Regions from separate parts of the Mus musculus genome. Here region 2 is linked to region 1. The links are chromatin contacts, called in public targeted proximity ligation maps. All regions are on one chromosome and are shown on one strand. The core of a region is the stretch at or near the end of the contact, and the rest is flanking DNA. Distances in the headings are between cores, read along the strand shown.

The links.
Region 2: a targeted proximity ligation map of bone marrow-derived dendritic cells shows a contact between it and region 1, with 11 times the contacts expected there. A contact is called at or near these places in 1 of 39 promoter capture datasets (liver) and 1 of 130 datasets of targeted methods (bone marrow-derived dendritic cells).

The regions. Positions count from the first base shown.
Region 1 is chr19:32,264,143-32,268,446 of GRCm38.p6, reverse strand. The region is part of intron 3 of Sgms1 (sphingomyelin synthase 1); the gene reads left to right. Among named protein-coding and RNA genes, the nearest start is that of Sgms1, 120 kb to the left of the region's middle.
Region 2 is chr19:34,519,274-34,523,577 of GRCm38.p6, reverse strand. It overlaps Lipa (lysosomal acid lipase A), which reads left to right. Exons shown (of 10, transcript NM_021460.3): 3 at 39-156. Among named protein-coding and RNA genes, the nearest start is that of Lipa, 6.0 kb to the left of the region's middle.

The DNA.
Region 1 (4,304 bases), core at 592-3,091:
CACTGCTTCAGGAATTTATCTTGTTGGGCATGCTTAATGGCCAGTAGTGTTTCAGCCTGGTTCTCTGAGACCCAGTAGTAATAGGACTCTTAAGATGTCACCCCACGTATTCAGAGGACTGGCTAAAGAGCTCTTTAAAAGTCCACCAGCATCTTAGAGAATCTTAGAGAAGCATATTTAAAATTACATATCCATGTTCTTTCTTTTCGGAAATTAGGATATTTAAAAAGGATCATTATTAAAGCATAGATTCCTTTATAATCCTGAGCTAATACGCCTACACTAAGGCCATGGTCAAGGTGCTGTGTTGTAGGCCATTTCTTTGGGTGGATAGAAAGAAGAGGTTATTGTGACTTGATATCATGGAAAGATTCGAGATCTGAATTAGTAGCATAACTAATACTTTAGTGTCTTTTGACATGGATATTTCTCAGCAGAGTATGCAAAGAATGCATCAGTTGTAAGGAGCCATTCAGAATACATTGTAATATTGATGGAACGCAAAGGAGAAGGCTTGTGCAGGTTGGAAGTGTAAAGTATTTAGACCAGGACAAAGGTCTTGCAGAAGGTTGATTTGCATGTTGTCTTCACTTAGCTTTTATTTGAAAACTCACTTGTGTGTAATTAATGTTTAAATGTATCCATCTTTTATAACACTTCAGCTGGTACTTATAACATTTCAAGGTTTCTGCACTTTGCTGTAGTAGATTAGTAAGTTTCCAGAAACAGGCTAAAGGGCAGCTTTCGAGTGGGAGTTTGGGTAGCATAGTTTTGATTCTCTAGCCTAGATTCTCTGAATATCATGGAAAGGCCAGACACAATTCTAAGAAGAAGGTGTCTGTGAGGTCTTCAATGATTTCTTTGCTTTTCCACATACTGACATATGAACTTAGCCTAAACCAACGCTTTAAAAGACAGCCATTTTAATTGGTTAACCAAAAAAAAAAAAAAAAAAAAAGTGAACAGTTGTCTCTAATGTCCTCCTTCCTTGGCTGTATAACTAGGTTAATTATAATCTCAGGTGTATGGTTTTTGATGTTGCTGCTGCTTTCAAACTGTGGAAAGGTGTAATTTAGTGCTGTTACCATTGCTTAAGCTCTGATACCGTGTCTACTCCCTGGAAGAATATGTTTGTGTTCTTACATTTTTAATAGTGAATATGCTATTAATGTTAACACTAGTGGCATCCTTGAGGCCTGGGAAGTACATGCCCAATTATATAAGACAGTATCACATGAATGGCTGGCAAGTCTGTACTGAAATGCTGACTAACATGAGGCCTTCTGTAAGTTCTGGTGGTTTTCCAGTAATAACAAAACTTTGCTTCCTTACCATCTGAACCTCCCACATCTTAGTGCTTATTAGGTCTGGATGTTGTGCTGGGTGGGGCTCTGTAACTTCTCCCAAGAGCTCTGAAGGCAAGGTATTTGTCTGCAGGTAAAGAGGCCGAAGGTTCCCGCAGTGCTGGCCTCGGAAGTGGGTGTTTCAGGTCTCTGTGTGTGTGTGTGTGTGTGTGTGTGTGTGTTTCCAGCACTTGCTCTCCTTCCTTCCCCTCCCTCTTCTCCTTCTCTATCTTGTTTTTTCCTTCTCAGTTACTTTATTAAAATTGTCTCCCTGGAGGTATTTAAAGTTGATGCAGATCTGGTTTTCTGCCATTTTTAGCCAACTGCATAGATGAGATTAAAAAAAAAAAAGAATTCAATTAATTGGTTTTGAAGATGCGGTCTTAAAAAATAAAACAAAAACAGAAAATAACGACTATGCTGATGAGGATGTGGGAAAAGGCAAGCCCTGCTGTGGTTTATGGTGTTTTGAAATGGCTGCATGGCTGAGCTACCATGGAAAGTTCTATGGCAGTTCCTCAAAGCATAAAAGATAGAAGTACACGTGACCCAGCCATGCCACCCCTGGTTAGACGGCCCACCCATGTTCTCAGCAACATTATTTATGATTGCTAAGACTCGAAAGAAACCTCAATATTTACTGATAAGTGAACGGAGAAATAGAATACTCTCTACACACAAATCAGAATGTGTTTATTTTGCTTTTAAAAGAAGGAAATTGGGGTTGGGGAGTTGCCCCAGTTAGTAAAGAGCTTGCCATGCATGCATGAGGACATGGTTTAGACCCTCAGCACCCACATAAAAGATCTGGGTGTTAGTGGCCTGGGTAGCTGCTGAGGGCGGTGGGTGGGTCAGTGGCCTGCTATGCTCACGAGTCTTGTATGTATTGGTGACCCTGGTTACCTGAAGCCCATGGTCTGAGCTGCTGCCTAAAGGCATGTTAATGTACATGGGTGCTGGAGAGCTGGCCCACCCCTTCTACAGGTGAGCTGGCCCCACTCAGGCTACTGCCTGGCTCACCTCTGCCAATGGCTTCTGGTGTAGATATATGTGGAGAAAGACTAATCCTCTGGGGCAGGTGTTGGGGAGTGATGGCCGTGTGTGTGTGTGTGTGTGTGTGTGTGTGTGTGTGTGTATTTATACACACACACACAGCTCTATTCATACACATATACTACACATATTTACAAATAAATAGTAAAGGGATTTCAACTCATGGTTTAACATATATGACTTTAAAGCCATTTTGCTAATTAAAACAAGCCCACCAAAAAGGAACAAAAAAGGTTTTTATCCACTTACTTCAGCCCCTAAAAACTTCCCATAGAATGGTGATTTATTGATGTACAGGGGTTGGGGGTTAGGTAACGGGGAACTGGGGAACTATTGCTTAACAGAATTTCTCATTGGGGTGATGGACACATTTTGGTGATGTGATAATACAGTGAAAATGTAATTTGGGGGGTGGCTACATGGTCCTGGCTGTCCTGGAACCTATGTAGACTAGGTTAGCCTGAACTTAGATCCACCTGCCTCTGTCTCTCTAGTGCTGGGATTAAAGGCGCCATGCCCAGCTACAATGTCACTGTTTTTAGTGCACAGACTACATACCTAAACATTTCCAAGATGGTGGATTTTGAGATGTGTTGTGCTCCACTAACAATAATGTTAAAGATAAAAGGGATGAAATGGTTGGGTTTGAGCTCTTTCCTTTGAAGTATAAAAAACATAGAACAATCATGTTTTATAATTATAGTTATCCTAGCACATTTAACAGATTGCTGGGATAAGACAGGAACAGTAGGAAGTCATTGAAACTGAATTTAATTGTCAGTGTGATAGTTGGCCCTGATTGACAACTTGGCAAGATTTAGAGTCACCTAGGAAGCCCCTCTGGTTGTGTCTATCTCGGTGTTTCTGTAGGGGAATAATGAGGGTGGGGAAGCCACCCTCAAAGGGCTGACACCTTCCACAGTTGGTCCAGATATAAAGAGGTCTTAGGAGGAGGCAGTGTGTGCCTACTTTCGCCATTGCTTTCTGAAGGTGGTGTCTGTCACCACTCCTGCCAACCTTTGCTGATCTGGTACTGGACTCCAGCTTCGGTGGCCGCCATTGTGGAAAGGGCGGTACTTGGTCCTTTCTAGAGTAGACACTTGTTCTGGATATACATTTGCCTTCTTTGTGTTATCGCTTCTGTCAAAGTTACCGTTCATGGATTTGGAGAATCAAGCTTTTCCATGAAGCATTTGCTGGCCAAGGAACTCGCTTCACAGTCAAAGAGCTGTATTAGTGGACTTGTGCCCATGGAATTCACTGGTCTTAACCATGACCCCCATCTTCCTGAAGCATCTGGCCTGGTAGAATAGTGGCATGCCCTTTTGAAGATTAGTTGCAATGCTAATCAGAGAGCACTACCTTAACAGGGCTGGACCAAGGCTTTCCAAAAGGCTCTATGTACTCTTATTCAGCATCTAATATACGGTACCCAGGAAGAAGGGAGTAGAAATGGAGATGATACCACTTGGCAACACCCCATTGGCCTCCCAGCCAGCATCAGACCCTGCTTCTGCAACCTTCTGACAAGGGCTAAATGGGAGCTGCCAGGCTTTCAGTACCATATTGGGATTTATGAGGCTATCTACTTTGGGGACTGAGCAGCTAGTGTGTTCCCTCCTCTGCACTTCCAGGGTGTCATTGTCAGACATCTTGGTTCCTATCTTATAAGACAGTCCAATTAATGTGCTGTAGAGTATGTTGGGGTTTTGTTTATTTTGAGACAGGGTATTAATACATAACCCTGGCTGGTCTAGAACTCACTTTGTAGACCAGGCTGGCCTCAAACTCATAGAGATCCCACTGGCTCTGCCTCTCCAGTGCTGGAATTAAAGGCGTGCCACCCCCACCCCCTCTAGGATGTATGTGTTCATCTAGAGAACCCTGTCTTTGGAATCTGCATCCTCA
Region 2 (4,304 bases), core at 753-3,252, 2.3 Mb before region 1:
GTCCACCATAGAATACCCATTGTTCTTTTTCTCCCCAGACCGAGATAATCATGCGCTGGGGATATCCTGGTGAGGAACACTCGGTCCTGACAGGAGATGGCTATATTCTGAGTATTCACCGAATCCCTCGTGGGCGGAAGAACCATTTTGGCAAAGGTATGGATGTTTTCTGGGGCTAGGCGTAACAACTTTTGGAAGTCACTGCGTCATCTGAGTTGGTGACTGAATTCACTGGACAGAGTTACCACAAGACGGCTGGAGGCCAATGTACCAGCTAAGGAAGGCTGGCTTGATTAATTTAATCATTTCTACTGGGTTCTAAGGTCACATTCCATTTACAGTTTAAAAATGCCCCCTTACTTTGTTTATTAACGAAACATTTTATGTAATGGACTGTTGTGAACATTAAACAGTTGGCTTTTGCAATTTAAAAACTAGCCTCCCCCTGCCAAAAAAAAGACCAGAAAGATAACAGTAAATACTTCTTTTTCTGTCTTACTTTCCAGTTTTTAACATGTGTTCTTGCTGTATAATACCTTCATTTAACATCTTTGTATCTTCCACATGCTCATTAGAAACAAATATGGATTATTTTTTGTTTCCACCTTTTAAATTCAAAAGGTGCCATAAAGGACATAGTATTTTATTCTCTGAATTATTTGCTATCAGCAAGCTCACAAAAAGTGTGTTTATTTCCTATCACAGAGATCTTCCCAATAATTCTTAGAACACTTATCTGAAGATGCATAGTATTCCATTGCATATTTATGTCATGGTTTGTTTAAAAAGTATCTATTAATGAACTTTTGTGCTCATTTGAATTTTCAGCTAACAAACATTGCTGCTCAAACAAATCAACAACAGCAAAAAAATACCTATATATTGTGCAAGTTAATAAATAGTATATAGAAATACTTATATTGTTATGTCATGTGAGATGCTTGTTTCTTCTGTCTCCATCACAAGACACTAAGTATATTATAATGCTTAGGTGGCTATGCCAGTTTTCCTTTTCCAAATCCATTTGAGATTTTGTTTTAGTGTTTATAGCGCTATACTATCATCTCCCCTTGTGAATCTTTTACAAAACGATTGAATGATGACTGGCATTGATCACTTTTTTTCTGCTTTCAAACACATAAAGTATATATCTCATGTAAGAACGAGCCTATGATCTTACTTTACTTCCCCTTTTTTTCAAAAACCAAAACCAAAGCCAAAAAACAAAACAACCAGGAAAACAACATCAGCTTTTAGATTCTATCCAAAGAAAAATGAGTGTAGATATTATTTCCTATAATGTTCGTAGTTAAGTAGTAATTACTACTACCAGCCATTTTTTCTAAGGTTCCCAGTTAAATCTCTGCTGGGAGAATGTACTACAGTCACCCCTCCCCTGCAGGCTTCTGCCTCCACACTGCAGTTAAGCAAGCATACAGGGCTCCTTGTCTTGTGCACACACATTGCATTGTGACTGGTGAAGGTGTTTCTTGTGAAGGGAGGCAAAGATGCCCCCTCAAAGAGATAGCAATGCTTGTGGACAGAAGGTGGTCCCCTTGCAGGCTGGGGAGGTGGATGCTCTTGTCTTGCCTGAGAGTGCTGAGTCAGATCTGTATTCAGCTTTAGATCCTAGTCTTCCTTCACCAATTCTGAGGAGACCCCACCCTCCCTTGCGGAAGTCCGTGATCTGTGTGTTTACAAGGCAGCCTCAGGGGGGTCTTTACAAGGAATTTTGTGACTCAGTTACCTAAAGGAGTTGTGATTTCTCCAAGACCTGTGCAGATGCTTTCCTTATGGTTCGCTCTCCATGGCCCACGCCTAGGTCCTGGCCAGAATCTCTTTGTCTATTCAGGAGCACTGTGGTCAATGCTGTTAATCTGCCTTGCTGAAAGCCAAAAAAAAAAAAAAAAAAAAAGTACCCAAAATGGCACCAATCTTGTGAATGCCACTTCCCTTTTGGCTGCCTATTAATAGCACATCACCCTTTCAGTGACCTAGACTAGAAATTGCTAAGTCATTTTCCTTTTGTTTGGCAGTGATGGGGATTGAACCCATGTCCTTAGTGCATGCTTAGGCAAGCACTACTGCCAAGCCACATCCACAGCCCTTGCAGAAACGTTCTTGATTTCCTCCCAGTCTCTAGGCCACCCACAAACCATCACTCATTAATACGGTTCTCCCTGCTCTGACCACCACACTTCTCCCCATTACAATCTTGATGGCATTCATTTAGGCACCGGAGACAGGAGACAGCGCAGAAGCTGAGGGAACCTTGAGTGAATCACTTTGGGTGGGGGGGAGACTCCCCCTATACCAGAGAAAACAAATCTCAAAGCAGGTCTATGGAAATGTAATATTGTTTTGTGAAATGAATGCTTTTAACATATAGAAAGTAATGTCCTGTAGCCTTATTCTTTATAAGAAACTATAAGATACATTAAAATGTCATTTATTTATTGGGGTGACATTCTTGGTGGGGGGCAATGGGTTACACATAAATGGTGAGGGGGCTCTTCAGACAGCATGACTAGCTTCACATGGGTGTCAAAAGGAACACAGAGTGGAGCCAGGTGTCTGCTCTGCCCGTGTACTCCTGTAAGTTCTGCTGCCTGCAGCCTCCTGTTCCAACCTCTCTGTCTCGTTTGCAGAGAAAGTCTAAATCTCAGCTATGACGTGATTTTGTGCAGCAACAATCTTTATGGATCTAATGGATGTAGATACATACATCCCTTAATAGTCTGTCCTGGCTGTGTGTGTATGTTTCACCCCATCCAGAGGAGCAGACGTCTGTACTTGTGGCTGGCTAGTGGAGACTAAACTTGCAATTTCCCATTTAAGATACAGTGTGTGTGTGTGTGTGTGTTAGATGCTCTTCTCTGTCATTCTCCATCCTATTCCTTTGAAACAGGGTCTCTCACTGAGTTTGGAACCTGTCTGGTAGCCAGCAAGTCCCAGGCATCCCACTGTCTCCATCTCATACCATGTTAGATTTCTTTTTAGGGTTTTTGTTTGTTTGTTTTTAAATGTGGGTGGTGGGGCATTTGAACTCAAATCCTTAGACTTTCACAGAAATTACTCTTTTCCCACTGAGCCATCTTCCCACTTTTAAGCAATCACTCTCATCACATGCTGAACTACCACAGTATTCACTAAGTGCTTAAGGGAAATGAAACGCAGAAATTAATCATTTATAGAGAAGTGGTTTTATTTTTATCTGCTCAGCCTTAAGGATGAGTGTTAATATTACAAGGCTCTCACTCCCTGCTTGGACCAAGAATTTGAAAAGCTTGCACCTTTAGAACATATTTCTTTGAGATCAATTCAGTCATTTCCTGCTGGAGACGGCCAAGGCAAAGGGCAGCTACTTGGGCGTTTTAACTGCAGAGGTAGTATTCCTTGAATTTAGAACGTGTCCTTATATAAGTACTGAGCAAGCTGATCCTATTATAACCATAATATAGACTTTATTTAGCTAAAACAAGGAAATACTACTTGTGCCAGCATTAAAAGGAAAACACAAGGCCAATTGACTTACTAATTGTTTAATTGGGAAATCAACCGATTACTGTCACCTAACTGGGGAATCAGATATCTCATTTGTACCTGAACAATTCTGCATCTGCTTACCTGGGGGGTGAGATTGAATTCTGGGCTGTGAAGACTAGAAACAACTACATGCAACATGAGGAAGCAGACTTCTCAGGCGTGGCCTAGGCACAGACTCTCCAAGGGTTGCCAACTGAGCCATTTGAGTCATAGGTGAAAGTTCTCATCGTGACTTGTGAGTTGTCTTGCAAAGAAAGGGCTCCAGGCCATTGTTTTGATTTCATTGGGTCTTTCTGTAGAGAAACCTTCCTTTTGAAAGAAACCACTTGTGAGTTTCTAGCTTTATTTATTCATTTAATAAATGCAGCTTTAGTAAGGGTACATAATCTGGCCCATAATTCCCTGCACTGAGCACATGTAGACAGGGTGTAGTGCATACCCAGGCTTCTAGGCTTCTGATGGTACATTGGATAGGGGATCTGTTTCAGTCTTTTAAACTCAACAACATAAGTCAAGCCAGCTGTACAGTCTCTTTGTCCAACTTTGGTTGAGGTTGGAGCAAAGGAGAAGTGTAACATCGTAGCATACACTGCTCTGCCTGCCTCTTCCCTTTCTCCACACCCCTTCCTTCTTGGCTAGCTGCTGCTAAGTGTCTTGTGTCTGGGAGAATATCTAATGTCTCCCTTGACATGCACAAGGATGTGTACACACACACACACACACACACACACACACACACAATGTATTTTAAACGGAAA